Linked DNA regions of Mus musculus: all the other regions are linked to region 4. A link is a contact called in public Hi-C and HiChIP or PLAC-seq data. All regions are on one chromosome and are shown on one strand. The core of a region is the stretch at or near the end of the contact, and the rest is flanking DNA. Distances in the headings are between cores, read along the strand shown.

What was found. Hi-C and Micro-C count contacts between places; a contact is called where the count stands out from the background. HiChIP or PLAC-seq counts read pairs in DNA pulled down with a chosen protein or histone mark.
Region 1: a contact with region 4 is called in a Hi-C map of B cells, with 3 times the contacts expected there. The contact joins the enhancer-like site here to the promoter of Slc17a4 in region 4. A contact is called at or near these places in 9 of 39 promoter capture datasets (the C10 cell line, the HPC-7 cell line, cranial neural crest and 3 more) and 2 of 484 Hi-C or Micro-C datasets (B cells and pre-B cells).
Region 2: an HNF4G HiChIP or PLAC-seq map of pancreatic cancer cells shows a contact between it and region 4. The contact joins the enhancer-like site here to the promoter of Slc17a4 in region 4. A contact is called at or near these places in 4 of 39 promoter capture datasets (cranial neural crest, liver, maxillary cranial neural crest and 1 more), 1 of 115 datasets of contacts at active chromatin or transcription factors (pancreatic cancer cells) and 2 of 9 other capture datasets (embryonic stem cells and macrophages).
Region 3: a contact with region 4 is called in an HNF4G HiChIP or PLAC-seq map of pancreatic cancer cells. The contact joins the promoter of C230035I16Rik here to the promoter of Slc17a4 in region 4.

The regions. Positions count from the first base shown.
Region 1 is chr13:24,401,872-24,406,837 of GRCm38.p6, forward strand. All of the region lies in intron 2 of Cmah (cytidine monophospho-N-acetylneuraminic acid hydroxylase), which reads left to right. Among named protein-coding and RNA genes, the nearest start is that of Gm11342, 28 kb to the left of the region's middle. Within about 2 kb of position 1,385, at least 35 of the 459 cell types and tissues checked have an H3K27ac peak or open chromatin away from gene starts, as enhancers often do. A contact at or near this core is called in B cells, the HPC-7 cell line and pre-B cells, where this site is marked.
Region 2 is chr13:24,259,037-24,264,085 of GRCm38.p6, forward strand. All of the region lies in intron 2 of Carmil1 (capping protein regulator and myosin 1 linker 1), which reads right to left. Among named protein-coding and RNA genes, the nearest start is that of Carmil1, 19 kb to the right of the region's middle. Within about 2 kb of position 2,220, at least 62 of the 459 cell types and tissues checked have an H3K27ac peak or open chromatin away from gene starts, as enhancers often do. A contact at or near this core is called in pancreatic cancer cells, where this site is marked.
Region 3 is chr13:23,427,826-23,432,373 of GRCm38.p6, forward strand. It overlaps C230035I16Rik (RIKEN cDNA C230035I16 gene), which reads right to left and starts at 3,192. Exons shown (of 4, transcript NR_015492.1): 1 at 2,885-3,192; 2 at 2,404-2,527; 3 at 480-587; 4 at 151-227. n-TAagc13 (a tRNA gene) reads left to right here and starts at 3,587; the gene lies at 3,587-3,659. It overlaps n-TYgta6 (a tRNA gene), which reads right to left and starts at 1,001; the gene lies at 913-1,001.
Region 4 is chr13:23,913,490-23,918,000 of GRCm38.p6, forward strand. It overlaps Slc17a4 (solute carrier family 17 (sodium phosphate), member 4), which reads right to left and starts at 1,518. Exons shown (of 12, transcript NM_177016.3): 1 at 1,437-1,518.

The DNA of each region.
Region 1 (4,966 bases), core at 135-2,634, 490 kb after region 4:
AGTCAAAAGCAACTCTGATCAAAGCTCAATTTTACTAAATCAGCACGCAGTTATGTAGGAGAGGAAGGGGGGGCCGATTCCCGCCAAATAGTCTGGGGGACCAGTAGCAGGGTGACCACGTGGATGGCTCCAAACAGCAAAGCGGCAGGTTCCAGCAGTGGGCGTGGCAGAACGATTGAGCAGGCAAGCTCCATCCAGGTGTAAACAGAGGAACCCTAAAGCTGGGGGAGGGGAGGCTACAGTGTACCACCAAGGTGTCTCATGCAATTAATTTTTGAAATGGTCGGTTAAATGTCAAAGGTCCTATTTTGGTAGCAGTGGCACAGCTAAGTGACAGAACCCCTATGATCCTGTTGCTGTCTGTGTGGGTAGCAAGAAGCGAGTGGACATTGACTGCTGCCTGACTGTCCTGGTGCTGGCCCTGCCACACTCCTGGTGGCCCTGGGCACAGAACTCTGTTACCTTGCACATCAGGTGTGCTGTCTTCTCACTGCAAAGCTCAGGGTGGCCATGAACAGATGACAACAGAAAATGTTATTGTAATAGTGGGTGGGAAGCAGCAACGTTGTACAGCAGTCACTGGAAGATGCTTACATAGTCTGCCCGAAGTTGGGACACATTGAAAAGCAAGTTGAGTTTACTGCTCAGAGAGTGTGAATGCTTCCAGTGAATGCTCCTCTGCTGGGAGAAGTAACTGTAGTTAATGAAGTGTTTGCAGAGCATCTGTTATGTCAGATGATCAAGATGATGCCATGAGGCCCTTGACTCATTGCTGAAGGGAGCACGTGTAAAATCCATTGGGGAGTTTCTATGCTACCCTCAAATATATGGGGTGAAGTAACTTGCTCCAGCATGCTTGCCTTCAAATAGTAGTGGATAGACAGGCTAAATGATCTTTATCATTCCCCTCTCTTTCTCCCCCTCCTCCTCTTCCTCCCCCCTCTCTTTCCCTCCTCCTCTCCCCCTCCCCATCCCTGTTCCTCCCCCTCCCTCCCTTCCTCCCTTCCTCCCCTCCTCTCTCTCTCTCTCTCTCTCTCTCTCTGTGTGTATGTGTGTGTGTATGTGTGTGTGTGTGTGTGTGTGTGTGTGTGTGTAACCTCCTCTCAATAGTATTGCTAGGAAAAAAAAACAGCTTCTGTAATGAGAATTCTGGTTTCTTTAAAGACTCAGTTATGCTATGTGAATATGTTTTTGTTTTAATCCCAGGTGTGGAATAAGAGGCTGTGTCACAGCAGGTGATTATGACTTTCCTCTTGCACTACCAGGGGCATGATTCTTGCCAGTTGCAGATAGTTAAATTCTGAGGACTCTGGAGAAGGTATAAACAGAAGAGCCCCAAGGGCCTGTGGTGGCTGCTGCTTCCTGCTGTTGCTTTTAATAGATTGCTGGTTTACCATTGTTGGGTTTCTGGACATTGATATTCTGACAAGGAAGATCTCTGTCTTGCCCCTAGAGACCAGATGCCTCTAATTAGCAGGAAGCAGCCTAAGGAGATCCATGCCTGACCTACCCAGTGCTGTGGGGTTGAAAGGGTTAGAGTGTAATAAGGATTGAAAGAGTGGTAGATAGAAGAATTCAATGAAATAGCAATATATACGTGTGTGTGTGTGTGTGTGTGTGTGTATGTGTGTGTGTGTGTGTGTGTGTGTTGTGCCAACAAACTTCCTAATGGGTGCAGGTAAACATTATGCACTTCTCTTTTGATCATGCCTTAGACTCAGTCTTTGGACCAGGGACTAGGCTTTGTTATTCAGAATTCAAGGTATTATCTACAGTAAAAAGTGCTTCTAAGAATTCTGTATTTTGGGATAGCAATGTTATTATAAGTCTCACATAATTTGGGGTGTTTTGTTTTGTTAGGTTTTTTGCTTTTGTTTGAGAAAGAGCCTTGAATTTATAGAAACCCATATGCCCCTACCTCCTAAGTTCTAGGATTAAAGGCTGCTCCCAACACATATAATATTGTAACTTGTCTATGTCTACCCCTGGGTTTATGTCAAAAGACTTAACAATCTTCCCATTGAAAATGTCTGGGTTGGGCTGGAGAGATGGCTCAGGGGTTAAGAGCACTGACTGCTCTGCCAGAGGTCCTGAGTTCAATTCCCAGCAACCACATGGTGGCTCACAACCATCTGTAATGGGATCTGATGCCCTCTTCTGGTGTGTCTGAAGACAGTGACAGTGTACTCATATAAATAAATCTTTTTTTAAAAAAAAGAAAATGTCTGGGAGTGGAATAAATTGTATGCTATACAGTGTGATATGAAGGACTACTGCCTTAAGCTCACAATATGTTGCACTGGCTGCTGCTCTTTTATGCAAAGCAAGAGGCTTGCAGAACAAGAAGAAACAAAATATACATCTTCTCCATTAAAAAAAAAAATCATGAAAGTTACAGGTTAAGTATAGCTCTCCTGCCTAATCAGAGTAGCTTCTTTTTAGTAGCAGATGGAGACTATTATGGAGATCTGCAAGTTGGTCAAAAGGCAAAGAATAAATGGTACTAAGATGCCCATCCCAATCTGTGCATCTACAATGCAAACCTGATAACTACGGCTTAGAGAACATCATGGAAGGAGCAGGCAGAAAGATTGCAAGAGCCAGAGGTCCAGGACACTTGCAGCAAGATCTCCTTGACAAGATCGAGAAGTGGTATCTATGAAATCTTATCAATATGGTTGTCTAATGAAGACTTGCATAAGGACAGCACCAGGTGACATGCTAGCACAGATATGGAATTTCCCAGGGCTCCACCCCTAGGAGAAGAACTACAGGCAATAGTGGCTGCAGAGAGCAGAAGAATTTATCTCTCCAGGGATGATCTCCCTGATAGGTTTTCTAATCTGAAGTGGTCAGCCCTAAATACGTGTATATATTGGGTGTATAATCTATATCTGTCTATGTAACAATAATAAACAAGGATCATGAATTTGGGAGGGAGTAAGGAGAAGTAAGGGAGAACTTGGAGGGGGCAGAAGGAGAGGTAGAAATAATGTAAATATAGTACTCATGTATAAAATTCTTTAAAAAGCAAAACATCTAAATTTAAAAAATCATATTTTGATAACAGATTTAAGTGAGTCCTTTTGCGGGCAACCAGAACGGAGAATTTGTTCACTCTCTTAGACCTCGTCTGAAGCTTTTTCTTGATAGGTCTCTATGATTACCCTCTCCTCCCAGATACAAACTCTCTCTAACCACACCAACCTGTGAGGAGGTTTTCCAGCCCCAAGACTTTAAGGTTAAGATGCAATTTTTACACTTTTAGTTAGCCACGGCATGCCATTCTAATCTACCCAGTCCTTAGGTACTCTGTCATCAGTCTTGTTCACCAACTCTGTCCAGCACTGTCCATCAGTCTAGGGGAGATTTCTTAGTAGAAGGCTTGGAACATCTTCAAAAATCCATCTAGAAACCCAGTGGCAGGCCCCAAGAAGCATTCTCCCTTGGGATAAGTTTCTGGTACTACAGGAGCTCCTGGAGAGACTATGTTTTTATCTGGAGTTGGGTAGCAGAAGCCCAGAGTTAACAAGCAGAACATCCTATGGGAGATGTTGCATGTAGCTTTTCACTACCCCACCTAAGCTCTGGAATTGGGTCATGTCACCAGCCCCCTCCCAGCTCCCCTTGAATCTACGGATAACACACACACACACACACACACACACACACACACACACAAGCACACACATATACAGAGTTGTTTATTTTCAACAACTGAACAACTGTTGGCAATTGCTGGGTACTACTACCTCCCACCTAGAAAATCATACCTTTAATAATATCTTTATCTCTGCTCCTCTCACCTTTCCTAAACTTCAGGCCCACAGTCAGTAAGCAGATGAGACATGAATGACAGAGCTCAGCTCAGTTTCTTTTTTTATTTTATTTTATTTTATCTTATCTTATTATTTTATTTAAATTTTTTTATTACATATTTTCCTCAATTACATTTCCAATGCTATCCCAAAAGTCCCCCATCAGTTCAGTTTCTTATTGGTTTCTTTTTATTCACCCTGGGACCCAAATCATAGGGCATATTCAGGGTATCTTCCCTTCTTAGTTAAATCACATGTCCAAAGGCAAATCTGGTCGCATTGATATTGAATATCTATCCAGAAGAGCTTTAGACTTGTGATTTTACGGACTAGATATATAGACCAAATAGAAATCCCTGGGTACTAAAGGGATACTCATAAGATATGTGACCCTGAGAAGCTTGAAGGGTACATTAAAGCTAAGCATGTTGATGGCCACCAGAAGACCCTTCTGGGTTTGGAAGATGGGATAGTTTGAATATGCTTGGCCCATGGGAAGTGGCACTTAAGAAATGAGTTAGTACAAACTGAGAGGCTGCTGCCATACAATGACAGTCTGAATTGAAATCAGTTTCCTTTGCCATACTATGATGACAAGCACTGTTCCTTTTGTTGGCAAGAGAAGTAGGGACTGCTGGATGCTTGTGGATGGGAAGGCCCTGAACATAGCTAGCAAATAAGATTGGAGCTGTGAAACTGCGAGAGCTGCTCAGACATCTTGTTCATGACAGATACCAACTCAGAGTAGAAATTTGCTAATGTAGGGGAGAAATAAAAATTCAGACTGTGCAAGGAAAACCAAAACAGGAGACATTGCTGAATGTAGTTCCTTCTTACCAAAGAATACATGGCACAAACCACATGTCCAACAGTAAGTAGAAATCTCTTGCTCACTGCAGCAGTGACTTAACAGATAGAATGATCAGTCAAAACACTGGCTGTCTAAAATGGACAGAGGCATGGAAAGGACCACCTGGGTATTCTTCTGTTCCCTGGTAAACCTGGGAAGAGGGTCCAGAACAGAACGCTTATATGACAAGTGACAGATTTTCCTTCCTCTCTCTATCCTCTTTCTCTCTTCCTTCCTTCCTTCCCCTCTCTTCCCTTTCTTCTGCTCATTGTCTCAATCTTCCTTCTATACCTGACAG
Region 2 (5,049 bases), core at 970-3,469, 350 kb after region 4:
TGTAGCCCAGGCTAGCCTCGAAATTCTGATCTTGTCTCCACCTCTCTAGTACTGGGACTACAGTCATGTACCACCATTCCCACTACAATAATTTTTCATGATACACTTCAATAATCTTCCCAAAGAACAGAATGAATGGATAGACGGATGGATGGGCCTTCTTCACATTTTTCCCCAGGTGGTTGATTTATAAAATGTCACAGACAAACATGACGACGGCCCAAATTCTCATAAACATACTACTCGTTTGCACAGAGGATAAAATACCACAGCCATAGCCTGTCTGTCAGCTTTCTGAGGTCCTCGGGACTTGCTGGTATGTGACATACGAAGCAGGGCTTCAGGAGATGCAGAGCATCCCTGCACTGGATGGAGAAGGTGCTAAGGACAGAATGGTGAAGACACCACTGAAGTCTGAAATGAGCCTCTACCTGGAGCCACAGAGGTTTCCGCTTCACAGGCTTCAGGCGCCAGCAGGAAATCGAGTCTTTCCTGGTTTTCTCAACAACTAAATGAAGCTCAGGTAATAAGTTTACTCATTAAAAATAATCAGTATTGCAGAGCCAAAGCCCGACCGGTATCTCAGCATTTCTGAGATAAGACAGGAGGATTAGGGGTTCAAGGTCATCCTAGGCTATAAAGGGGTTTAGGCCAGCCTGCAATTCATGAATTTCCATTTCCAAAAAAAAAATAAAATAAAATAAAAAAAGACTAGACACACAGCACAATTGTAAAAGTGTTTGCCCAGCACTAACAAGCCCTCGGTGTGGTCCCAAGCACTGAAGAAAACTGAGCTTGACCATGCATGCTATAAGCCCAAGCCCTCAGGAGGTAGAAGCAGGAAGATTGGATGTTCAGGGTCAGCTGTATACTAACTTCAAGGCCAATTTAGGTCACATGTGATCCTGTCTCAAAAAAAAGGGGGGGCATGGGGGGATGCTGGTGAGATTATCTCAGTGTGTCATCCAGGACCAGGTTTTGTCACCTGACCACTTGAGTTTGATCCCCAGAACACACATGGTGGAGGGAGAGAACCCACTCCACTCCTACTTGTCCTCTGCCCGCTACACACACGCCGTGGACACGCCACATACGCACACATACCCACGAGTAATACATGCAATGAAAAGCTGAATAAAGAAAATAAAGCTAGACATAGACATAGTGGCTCAAACAAGCTCAGCATTTCAAGAGCTGAGACCCATCACTAGTTCAAGTCTAGCCTGGGATACAAAATACCCTTCATGGCTACAAACACACATTCACATTCACACAAAAAAGAAATGAAGGATCAGTACTGAGAACATAAGAAAAAAGTATTTCACTTAATTGGCACAAATATTTGTACTGACTAGGTTTTTGTTTTGCTTTCTTTTGTTTTTTTTATGTTTGTTTGTTGTTTGTTTTGACAACTTGATACAAGCAGGGGATTATCTGAGAAGGAACTTCAACTGAGAAAATGCCTCTACAAGATTTGTCTATATTATTGCGACTTTGAGATGACATGCTTGGTTGCTATCCCTGGGAGGCCTGCCCTTTTCTGAAGAGAAATAGGGGAGTGAATGGGGGGCAAGGGGGCACTGTGAGGAAGGGAGGAAGAAGAAACTGCAGGTTGGGATGTAATACAAGGGGAAATATGAGAGAAGGGAGGGAGGGAGGGAGGAAGGGAGGGAGGGAGGGAGGGAGGGAGGGAGGGAGGGAGGGAGGGAGGGGAGGGACCATTAGCCTGTAAACAAGCCTGAGAGGTAATTGATGAGGAAGGGTCCCTGGAGTGTACAAAAAACAAACTGAGCAAGTCAGTAAGCAGCACTCTTCCATTCTGGCTTCTGCTTCAGTTCCTGACTCTGGGTTCCCGCCCTGACTCCTAGGGCGATGAGCTGATATGTAGAACTGGAAGCTGAAATAAACCTTTGCATTAGAAATCCTGGCAAAGACAACGTCTCTCACAAAAGAGGAAGACTATCCTGTTGAGCTGGAGCTGAGGTGAAAGTCCATCTGATATCCTGCTTTGTGTGCCGTGTGTGTGTGTGTGTGTGTGTGTGTGTGTGTGTGTGTGTGTATGTGTGTGTGTGTGTGTGTGTTATGCAAAAGATGAGATCAAGCCTTCCCAAGCAGGAAATAAATTGCTCTCTCAAATGCAGAGCAGAAGAGGAAACAGGAGGAGCGCCTTACCTACTGTGCTATGACTCACTGTCCTAAGGCCACAGTGGCAGGAACACAGTGCCACCCACGTGGAGGGCCAGGAGAAGATGTGCTTGTTCCTTTAGCATCGGGAACCTTCAGGGTTAGGAACTGAACGTGTTGGAAAGCAGAACTCAGACGGTCCCATCCACAAGCCCCTAATGGCCTTCTGGCTATAATGACTGAAGCAGGCTGGTTCAAAGGCTTCCACGGGCAGCTGTGTGCAGCTGACAGGCCTCCCTTCTAGTCTCTCTTATCAATCCTGCATCTTGCTTTATAGAGCTAATTAAAGTTGTGCTTGATCAGATGTGGCTGCTGAGCAGAGTCTCTCCAAGGCCCTGCCAAACCAGTTTGGGTTTGATCTTCATAGTTCAGGTCTCAGTCTTTCACTGGGCAAACAAGATTTGCATCTCATGAGAGAGACCATCATTAGGACCAAAACACTAGATAAAGAAATACAATCGACTGTTGTGGGGCCCGGCCTGCTGCTACACACCTGTCACTGAAGCAGTTGTGGATCAGCAGCTCATTTGGGGCTACATAGGCAGTTCAAAGCCAGCCTGGGCTACATAAGAGTCTCAAAAACTCAAAAAGGGAAAAAGGAGAAAGTCCTGAGGTTCTCAGTAGCTTCATCCTCAGAGACACTGTTTTGAGAACACAGATCTCTGTTGCACCATTAGCTAGAACCTGTTTTGGATTGTTTGTTTGTTTGTTTGCTTGTTTGTTTGTTTGTTTATTCAGGCTGGCCCTGAAAACAGGTCCTAAACACAAGCCCAGATGTTTTCTGGTGGGTCTTGGCCAACTCACTCACACCTGAGCAGCCAGGCAGAACACTCTGCACGTCCCCTCGCCAGCTTTGACAAACTTATGTGGAAGAACCCAGACTTGGCTGCATACAAAGGCTTCTAGGCTTGTGTGTTCTCTGGCTTTAAAGGGAAGAGAGAGAGAGAAGAAATGGCAAACCAGGAGATGGGAGGTACCAGCCAACAGGAGAATATATGTCAACCATTCCAACTAGAAAGCTATCCCTTTAGGCTTACTAGAGTTTTGTAAGATGAACCATAGACTGAAATCAATTCTGTACTCCCTGTATTTCAGATGCTGGTTTGTTCGTTTCGTTGCTGTTATTCTGTTTGTAAGACACAAGAGATCACATTCCCCATAGGATATGGTTCCTATCAATACATTTTGGCAGGAACAGAAAGAGAGAATTCAACTGGAGGATTCAGGGGTGAGGGTCTTCACAGGTAAGAACAGCCTCACACATAAAGAATGCCAAGGCCCTGGACCTCAAGAACGGATACCATCAATGGGGCTTCCTGAAATATGCCCTAGGTGATATCCTTTGGTAAACTATTAACAGGCTGAAATGAACAGCTTGCGGCTCCATCCCTAGGCTTCACCTATGCTACATGAGTACAGTACCATTCACTGAGTTACCTCTAACCCCAGCCCCTTCACAGTGCAGTGCTCACAGGTAAAGAGTACTTCTGACTGTCCTTGCTCTGAGTAAGCCAAACATGGGCTGCAAAGACCACCAGCCTTCTCTCTATCTTATTTGTTTCTCTGTTTGCTTGTTCGTTTGTTTGTTTGTGTTAGAAAGGATTCCACATAGCCTGGAATGGGAAGGTCTAGAACTCACTATGTAGCTGAAGATGATTTTGAGCTTCTGATCCTCCTGCCTCCACCTCAGAAGTGGTGGGATTACTGAGTATATCAAGCTCAGTGGGTCACTTGCGTATTCCAGTCTCTCCCAGTAGGAAGGAACAGTGACACCCAGGGATTGCCTCAGATCACAGAGCTCTCACATAAGGGTACCACAGAAGTAAACAGAAGAGGAAGTAGAAGGCTGGGAGCCAAGTCAGCAACTTGATTCAGGTGGGCCTGGAGGAAACTGGAAACACTGTTGATGGATGCCTTCTTTGAAGGCCTTTGGCTAAGTTGAGCATTACCATTTTCAAGGCAGCAGTGCAGTGACATCATCTAACTCCAGCCTCCTACACACCTCATGGGTCTGGATATGCAAGAGCTTAGATGTTGGTGTCTTGGGTTCTCTTCCCCATTTTGTTGCAAACACCAAACAAGAAGATGGGAAAGGTTCTGATCCAATAGGCATGTCAGGGAGTGAGTAGGACTGGCTGCGGTTGGCCCACACACACTTGCCCTATGCTCAAGTGAACCCCGCTCCCAGCCCAACCAGAAAAGCCAGAATGAGGAGGTTCAGGTTCAGATGTCCGGAACACTGTTAAAAGTTTCTAGCCTTGCCGGGCGTGGTGGCGCACGCCTTCAATCCCAGCACTCAGGAGGCAGAGGCAGGTGGATCTCTGAGTTCAAGGCCAGCCTGGTCTACAAAGTGAGGTCCAGGACAGCCAGGGCTATACAGAGAAACCCTGTCTCGAAAAAAAAAAAAAAAAGAAAGTTTCTAGCCAAGTATGGTGGCTCACCATCCGTAGTCCCAGCACACAGGAGGCTGAAGCTGGAGGATTACTGTTTCTTTCCACCAGCTTGGGACATACAGTGAGTTCAAGTCCGCCTACATCATAAGATTCTATTTCGAGACAAGAAAACAGCCAAATCTGAAAGGAGCTGTGGAGACTTCCAGATAAGATAGTAGACCAGAGGCAGCCTCTGTGTGAGCTGCTGAAGGACAGAATCAGATTTAAGACAAGATAGATTCTATCCTTAAAAAAAAAAATACAGAAACTCATGAAGCTAAGGATACAGGCAAAGAAAATGATGCTCAATGCGGAGAAGCCCTAGATAGAGCCCTGGCCTCACAGCATCCAGCAGGGTGCAAACGTAGAAGTCACTTCCAATGGTTTCTGTCCTCCCCACCAAAGGGTGCTGGGGATTGAATCTTCATGAGTG
Region 3 (4,548 bases), core at 1,942-4,441, 480 kb before region 4:
CAATGGCGGTTTCCTCTTCCGAAAGACTAGCTTGTGTCAAGTTGAGAAAAACTAATCACGGCATGTATTTAGGAATGTCCTGGCCCATGTTATATTGCACAATTATACTGGATCAAATAAACATAACATAACATATACTTCAAACTTAATACATTTAATCACTCCATTTTTATTATGCTGCTATGCTTGGTTAGCAACACCTATGGTGCCGCTCAGCTTCCTGGTTCCTAAAACAGAAAAATGAGCACCATGGGAAAGCATCGGAAGCCATACAGGAAGACTTTCATTTGTTGGAGTTTATAAATTTTAAAGTTTATTAGTTATGAAAGGCTAGGAGCAGAGACTGCATAGGCAAAAGGCTGGAGAGCTGAAGGAGGGCTATAAGGAGCTGGCACAGTCTAGGTGCACCAGAAAGCCTCTGAGAAAGAAAACCAAAAACCATAACACCAGCAACAAAGTCAGAAGCTAGAGATGCTTACAAGCTCTGCCCAGATGCTCCTGCTTCAACCACTTCAGTTGCTGAGATTCCGGGCGTGGGTCTCTACACCCATCAGCTGTCATTTTCAGAGATTCCTCCTCAATAGACTCTGCTGGTAGTGGGGAGGAAAAGAGGGAAACAGTGACCAGTCTCTCTTTTATAACCTTACCCCGACCTTTTCTCAATACTACCGTCCCAGATAAAACGACCACATATTCTAGCTATGTGTAGAACCGTCACAGGTGGGGCAGAGTGTGGTGGGGACACACTATGCAAAGGGACTGAACTGATAATTACGTTTTGCTTTGGGGTAAGATTGGCCTGGTCTCATAAATTTTTTGCTAAATGTCAAGACCAAGGGGACCCAGTGGCTGTTACATATATCTAATTCCTGGTTTAAAAACAGAATACAACGACCCATCAAAACACTCCCTTCCTTCGAGCCGGACTCGAACCAGCGACCTAAGGATCACCAACGTTAATACTCTACAGTCCTCCGCTCTACCAACTGAACTATCGAAAGCCTCAGAAATAGGTACATATTTACTGTATATATACTCATATACTCTGCAATAGTGTATATACTGTCTATATATTCTGCTCTACTGAGCTATTGAAAGATATATGTAGTATATACATAGTAATATTATATGGTCTCGATTTTGCTTTGTTGATGTTATAACTAGGTGTTCTCAAACATTGGATATATTCTATATAGTGATGCTCATGGTTTCCTGAGTATATATAAAAAACAAGAAAGACAAAAAAACTAGTAAGATTCCCTGTCCTTGACCCTTTCCTAGACGTTCTGTAGCCGCCCTGTCCTTTCTGATTACCTCCTTTCTCTTAGATTTATCTAGATTTGCTAGATAAATGATATGGTTACATCAAGTACAAGACCACCAGGGAAGCCAGTTGTGGGTTGTAGACAGCCATGGCCAGTGTATTTTGGTGCTTGGGTATTTCTTCCTGAAAGTCAGGATGTGGCACCATTTAGCAAATGCCGAAACTTCAGTGTGAATTTTAAGATATTCCTCATCTTCGACCACAACTGAGCATTTGGGAAGTTAACAACCAGTCCAGTATTACTGGAACCCAAAAATTTGTTCCTGCTGGAAACCTCTTACAGCGAGTGTAGTCACACAGCAGATGGATCTGAGCCTTGGAAATGGGCTAGTCTTTTGATCCTGTTCCATGCCTACACTTCTCAGTCATTTGAAGGATAAATAGAGGTCAGATTGGGCAGATTCTGTCTGATAAGAAGGAAGAATCTAGACAGTGGTGAGTGTCAGCTCAAGTCTGACTATAAGAGGAATAACAGTGGGTTTCGTTATACAATTTCAGCATGTGAAATTTAAAATCTCTTATGTGGAGGGAGTTTCTTCCCACAGAAAACCATTCTCTTTTTGTCAACCCTGACTGTAATAAATAAGCAAAAGAGAAAAGCTAGTGTTGCGGGTGGTCTAAAGTCCCTGGAAAGACCTCGTATGGGCTTTTTGCACAGTTCAGAGACATGGGGTCAAATTTCGGGATGTGTGTTTCTTTTTCTTTTATTTCCTTTCCCTATTTGTTTATTCATTTATTTCTTCATATTTACAGGACTTGTTTTCTAGCTCTGACTAGCTGGTATTCATGAAGCTATCCAGGCAGGCCTCCAACTCACCCCCACCACCCACCCCCGCTGCTGAGATACACCACCCCACAGCTGGCTCTAGAATCACTGACTTAAATGTTTCACTTTCTCTCTTTTAGTTCTAATTATCTTGCTCCGATTTTATTGAGTTTTAAAGAAATAAACATTAAGCCCACAAGCAGAAGTCTTTTTGACGAACTTTCAAAAGAAGAGGCAATTGGACTTGTGCTTGTCTGCTCGAGACCTCACCACAGCCTTATCTGGAACCTGGAACGGGAACCTGGAACCACACCTGATACTGGCACTCCGTAAATCCAAAAGGAAAAGGACAAGTTTGCATTCTCCCTTTTTGCAAATTTTTTTTTAGGCCAAAATCATATATGTATCCACTTCTAATCGAAGGTAATGGAACGTTTCTGAAAGAAAGCAGAAGGATCATGACTCCGGGGTCATCTTCAACTACACAGTGAATTTCGGGCCATGGCTCTACCTCAACAAAATTACCAGTTTCTCGATATTTTCTTTGGAAAAATTAATTTTGAAACTCCTCGAAACAGTGCCTGCAGGGAAGAGAAATTAACCAGGACAGACCCTTTCACTTTTGGCCATGTGGCCTCCGGCAGTGATTTTAAAAAAAGAAGAAAAAAAGAAAGGAAGGAAGAGAAGAAAGGAAAGAGAAAGAAAGAGAAAGGAAAAAAAGGAAAAGAAAAAGAAAAAAAGAAAAAGAAAAAGAAAAAGAAAAAAGGAAGAAAACAGCCAGACAAAGGACTGACCTTGATGAGCGAGCCTTCTGGAGCCGTAGAGACCAAAGAATCGATTTCTGGATACTGTCGTAAAAGTTAGAGGACCTGAGGGATGTGAGGATTGGTGCAGACCAAGGAGTGAGTCAAAGTCGAGCCCAGGGAACTAGATTGCTTTTCTCGGCCGAATGTTTAATTCCCATCTGGCATCTGGATTCTGTGCACAAGGTCCCAGCACCGTTGTTTCCGTGCTCTCCGCGTCCTGGTCCATTTGTACGCACCCCTGTGCGATTCCCAGAACTGGCGGTACCGTCTTTCATTTATAGAGGGCGCAAGTAACCCCGGGACTGTTCCGTGACAACCAAGCCACAATCTCACTTTTTGCTATGTAAAACAAGATGGCCTCAAAGAGGGGGCAATTCTCCTGCCTTAGGACTTCTTTCTTCCCCTTCCCTGCAGTTCTGGGATTATAAAACACCAACCCTAACTCAGGAAACTCTTTCTTAAATACTCCATTTTACTTTCTCCACTTCAGTTTTTATCATCTTGTTCGGATTTTATTAGACATAAAAAAAATCATATCAACAAACACACTAACACCCCCTCCACCCCACCCCCACCCCCACCCCACTCCCACTCCCACAATTTCTGTTTGATGAGCTGAAAATAACAGCGAGCATTGAATTACATCCAGTTATCAAAAGGGAGTAAGGTAGCAGCCACTTACCATCAGAAGGGGAATTAGCTCAAATGGTAGAGCGCTCGCTTAGCATGCGAGAGGTAGCGGGATCGATGCCCGCATTCTCCAGTTTTGCATTTATGCCTGTTTCTTTTCCCATCATACCCTGCTAGAACAAGAACAACCAAATCCGTTACTTCTAACCTCTATAGTTAAATTTCAGAAGTTCTCTCAGCAACCCGGAAGGGCCTAGTTCCTACCACACACTGTTCTCCAGGAAATGGCTTGGAGCTCTGGAGTTGGTATTTCCTGTTTTCCTATCAAGTTCTCACAGCTTTCCCTTTGTTAACGCGCAAACGCGTTCCCTTTGTTGAGACAGGGAAGCGTATATAGCGGTGTTTGGATCTAGGTCGTTTGCTTTTTTTGTTTCAGTTCAGTTACCGGCACTGGAATATCCCGGAATACAGCCCAAGATATGGAAAGAAATGTAGGACCAGCTCTTGTGGGTTGGAACTTACTGTGCCTTGCAGAAACGCCTAGTCCAGGACTATCTAATATATTTTATATCCGAGGCCCAAACGTTATCTTTAAAGAAAAAAATTGAACTATTTTCTATCTTTCTGAAAATTATTTGCTTAGAGAAAAGTTCTGACACATGGGATGGAAGGTACAAGAAATTGCAAGCACAAAAACCCTTGTACAACTTTCGATATGTTGAACTGAAATCTTTGTCAATTACTTTGTCTTACTTAATATTAATCTCTCATTGACACGATTCTACAGGTAACTGATTTTGAGAGCAGGAGTAACGCAGTTTAAAAGGATTAGCACAAAATTAGCAAATATGCGCTACTGATAGGTGAGATTTTCTTTCTTTTTTTTTCTTTTCTTTTTTTATTTTTCGAGACAGGGTTTCTCTGTATTTTCTTTGAACTAAATCTCCTCTTGCATTTCTCCCCTAAAACTGCCATTCCGTTTCCAGCAATGCCATTTGTTTTGTTTTGTTTTGTTTTGTTTT
Region 4 (4,511 bases), core at 268-2,767:
CTCGAGGGAATATGAAACATGTTCATATTAAAGATATGTAGAATGGGTCGGGTTTGTGCTTCCCTGTCTGTGCAAATGTTACCTAACACCCAGGCGTGTCGCTACTATAGCTGCAAGTGGACAGATACCGACAAGATTCCAGCTTACACCATCTGCAATTCAGAATAAAATTGACAAACAACTTAAATCCAAACCAACACTGGCAGAATGAAATGGGTCAAGCCTGAGATTGTGCTTGGAAACCTAAAACCATCTGCTGACTCTTGTTCACACCTTAGGGAGACTGGTTGGACAGAAGAGTCTCTCACTCATGGAACTGAAGACAGGATTCAGGCCAGCTTTTTCCTTTCTAGCTTTCCAGACCCTTGCAGTGACGCAATGCCTCAGAGTTCACCAGCCTCTGGCTCATTCACTGACCCAGTAAACATATGTGCAATAAATGGAAGGCTTGCTTCCGTGGCTTTCTCCAGCATGACTGGAGGTTTGCTCGCATGAGTGGCTCTGCGTCTACTTAAACAGAAGACCTTAATCTCTGGAGTTTGTCAGTTAGAGGAAGAGGGTTGGACAAGGCTGCTGAAGGGCAAAAGACATGACCACAGACAGCATGCAGGACACATGCTCCAGTGAGTCACAGAGTACAATATGATAAGAAAGAAAAACAAGAATGGCCTAGTTAGGAAGGAAGCAGAAGAGTACAGATGATAACAACTAAGGGGCTGACAGTGAGAACATACGATCTGCCTATTCTAACCACCCAGTCTGTTGGTATACCGTGGCTGTCTCTGAGCTGAGAGGGAAGTCCTCTCCCAGGAACATGACAGCAAAAGAAAAGAGCACTCTGGACCACTGCATAAAGCCATAGGGGGTTTTATTTGCTTCAGTCCCCCATTCTCCCATGAAAATTCTGTTTACTCTGGTTTTTTTGTTAATTTGACCTTTGAAGCCTATTAAAAATATTCTTTAAAACAACAGGGTGTTTTGGTTTGGTTTGGTTTGGTTTTTTTGCCTCAGTCTGTTTGGTTAGTGCTGTTTCTACAAACTAGTGTATCTCACAAAAACAAGTTAAATGCATGAGTGCTTTGTGCAATTTTCCAGCGTCAGTAACCCTAAGAAATGCAAGACCTGACCTTACGATTGGTGTTCCCTTCTAGTTGCTTCAGACAGTATTCTCTCTCCCTTTCTCCCTGTTTCCTACCTTTCCTGTCCCCACCCACCCACCGCTGGCTTTTGTCTCCCTCTTCCATGTCTGTCTTCCTCCCTCCCTCTCCTTCTGGAGTTCCTATAGACCTCGTTTGTTTTAGGAAAAAGCAGCCTCCTGTCTCACTTTTCACAACCATCTCCCAAAAGAAACCCAGTCCTGCACACCACCTATAATCTCAACAGGAAAAGGTCCGTTCCCACACCGTCAGAACCAGAGCAAGAACTGGAAAGCAAACCTGAGGAAGGCGGAGAGCCGGCTCTTGGCTGGGATCCTATCGGTTTCTCAGCTTTCTGCAGCTGTCTAACCCAGAGGAGTGAATTATTACTCAGGGCCTTTAGCTTTTATCTTACCAAATGGAGGCTTTTATTGGCTCAACCATTTAATTTTTAACTTTGTTTTATTATTTAATTGATGACCTGACCATGTTCACTCTATCTTCCTCATACTTGAAGTTCATGTGAAGTCACATACATCTTCCCAGATTCTCTGTGGGTCCTGCTACTACTCTTGCTTGCCTCATTTTTAACTTTTACATTATATGTGATTATTTATGTGTTAGAGTGTGTGTGGGTAAGTTTTCACTTATTGAGGTCAAAGGACAGCTTTCAAGACTGGGTTTTTCCCTTCCACCATGTTGATCTCAAGGTCACAATTCAAGCTATTGAGCACAATGACACTTATCTTTCCCTGCCAAGCTATCAGGTCAACCCTCTGAGCAGCTCATTAATGGCATCTTCATCATCTATGATCTCAGGAGTACAATAATCTTCATAGATAGGGTTACATCTTGTCTCTTAAGTGGCTGTTTTCCACCATATCCATGTTTAATAGAACTAATTTTACACAGAGAGCAGCTATAGGCCTACTGACCTTATAGAAGCCAGACACTTAGAGCTTAACATATTCTCAGGCCAGAGGCTTACTGCTCTAGGATTAATCTAGTGGTCTCAGCACTTGGTCCTCAGCTTCCAGCAGTGGTGCACACAACAGAGCCAGCGACATCCGGGGCTGCAGCTCTCGTACAAGCATCCAATCTTGGGACCTACGATGATAGATGTTGCGCTGTTTAGGATTCTGAGCTGTTGACAGACTCTTTTGCAGCTAATGGACCCGTGGTATCTGAGACCCTTTTGGTAGGTCTCTGGAACTCTTCCAATGACCTCATTTTCCTGTCTTCAGCTCTTCCTGGCTTTCGTGATCTCTGCCCTACCATCGCTGCTACCTTTGCTGCCTCCGCTGTGACCAGTGCTGCTGATTGATCCACGGTTGCAACTGTCACCCTTAAATCCTCTGTCCCCTCACCCTTCCTTCCTGTTACCAACTCATCCTGCTCTAAAATGATAAAGATCAAGCACAGGTGAGAATAGATCACCTGAGAGTTCTATCTTAGGCCTCAGGCTCATGCTGCTACATCAGGATGTTGTCTCTCACCAGAGTGACAAAGTGAACCAAACAACCTGTTAATGTAGCCAGAACAAGGTACAGCAAGGAGTCTGCCCTGTCCTCCAAACATTGCTTCTTCCAAATGAACCACACTTGCATCCTCCAGAGGGGCCTCTGCAAATGGAGCATTGTAGGCGCCAACCATAGATCTCTTTGTGGTCAGCAGTCTCTGGCTAGTGGGAGGCTTCTGACACAGTCTGGGAAATGTCAGGGCTATGTCTGAGCAGCTGGCAGCTGTGGCTGATATATTACCTTCTCAAGTGTTTTGTGGGGAATTCAAAATAGCAGAGCTGGCATGAAGGGAGGGTTGCTGGCTGTGGAGTAGACAGTGCTTCTACCAAGGCAACCAGAAGAATCTAAAAATTATTCATTAGGAAATCAAGTGGGCCTCAATACCTTAGCTTATTTAAAAGAAAAATGAACACTCTAAGAAGTGCTTATAATAAAAACATACTGTTAACATTAACAGGAATTTAACTATGATATAACAAGGCTTGACTCCTGCCTTGGTAACCCAGGAAGGGGTGGGTCCTTCAAATCAGTCTCACAAGAAGACAAAGAGCAACAGTATTATGCTAGGGAGAGGATGGAGTGAGGATGGATTGAGAAGCAGCCAGGATTGTGGGGAATAATCCCAGCACCCAGGATTCAGAAGCAGGAAGATGATGGGTTAGAAGCCATCCTGGGCTATATAATGAGTTCAAATCCATCCTAGACTACATAGTGAGAAACTAAATCAAACAAGAGCCGGAGTGTAGCTTAGGAGTAGAACATTTGCTTAGCATACGCAAAGCCCTGGGCTTAACTCCAGACAGAGGGAGAGAAGGATGGAAGGAAGGAAGAAGAGATAGAGAGAAGAAGAGGGAAGAAGGCACATTAATAAGCAAAAAAAGAATTCTCATAGGATTAGAAATAATCTCTGCCTATACTACAAAAAATCAGAACATATGACTATAATGACTAATATATCATACCAAATAAAAATAACATATTTTCCGAGTTTTTTTTTTTTAAAAAAAAAAGGCCTGGTGGTAGTGTCACTAGCCTTTAATCCCAGCACCATGGAGGTAGAGGCAAGTGGATCTTTGTGAGTTCTAGGCCAGGACAGCCTACAGAAGGAGTTCCAGGACTGTACAGAAAAACCTTGTCTTAAACAAACAAACAAAAACAAAACCATAAGTGAGTATTGTAGCCTACAACATGGAACTGATTTCTTGAGTGAAATGATCCAAAGGGATGGGGTAGAGAATATATAATAATAGCCCTATTGCTACTTGGGTAAAGGGAATGAAAAATTATAAAGAATATAAATGGATTTTATACATAGAAGATTATAATAGAAGAAAAAATTAAAACTGTGAGGCAGTTTGTAGCACCGAAATTTGTAAATGTTCAAAATTTGATAAAATAGAATTAGAACTTAGGGAAATACTGGTTCAGATCCATGGTTGGTGAGTGAAATGAACTAAACGACTCTATCTCCCAAATTTATGCTGAAGCCTTAATTTTCCACATGATGGTGTTTGCAGTTTGAGCCTGTCAAATATATAGGTCAAATAATAGGTTTAGATAAGGGACCGAGGGTGACCCCACCCTCGGTAGTATTAGTGTCTGAGAAGAAGAGGAAGAGCCAGGATTCACTCTATCCATCTCCCTTTCTCTCTGTCACGTCTCTGTGTTATATGAGGACACAGTTAGAACACAGGAAGGAGACACTCAGCAAACACTGAACCAGGCAGACTTTGACCCTGGAATTCGTAGCCTCTAGATCTATGAGAGTTTAATTTCCCACTGTTTAAACCACCCAATTCATGGTGTTTTGTCCTAACAGCCTGAGGTGACTAATCTAAGGAATTTGCAAATTGTT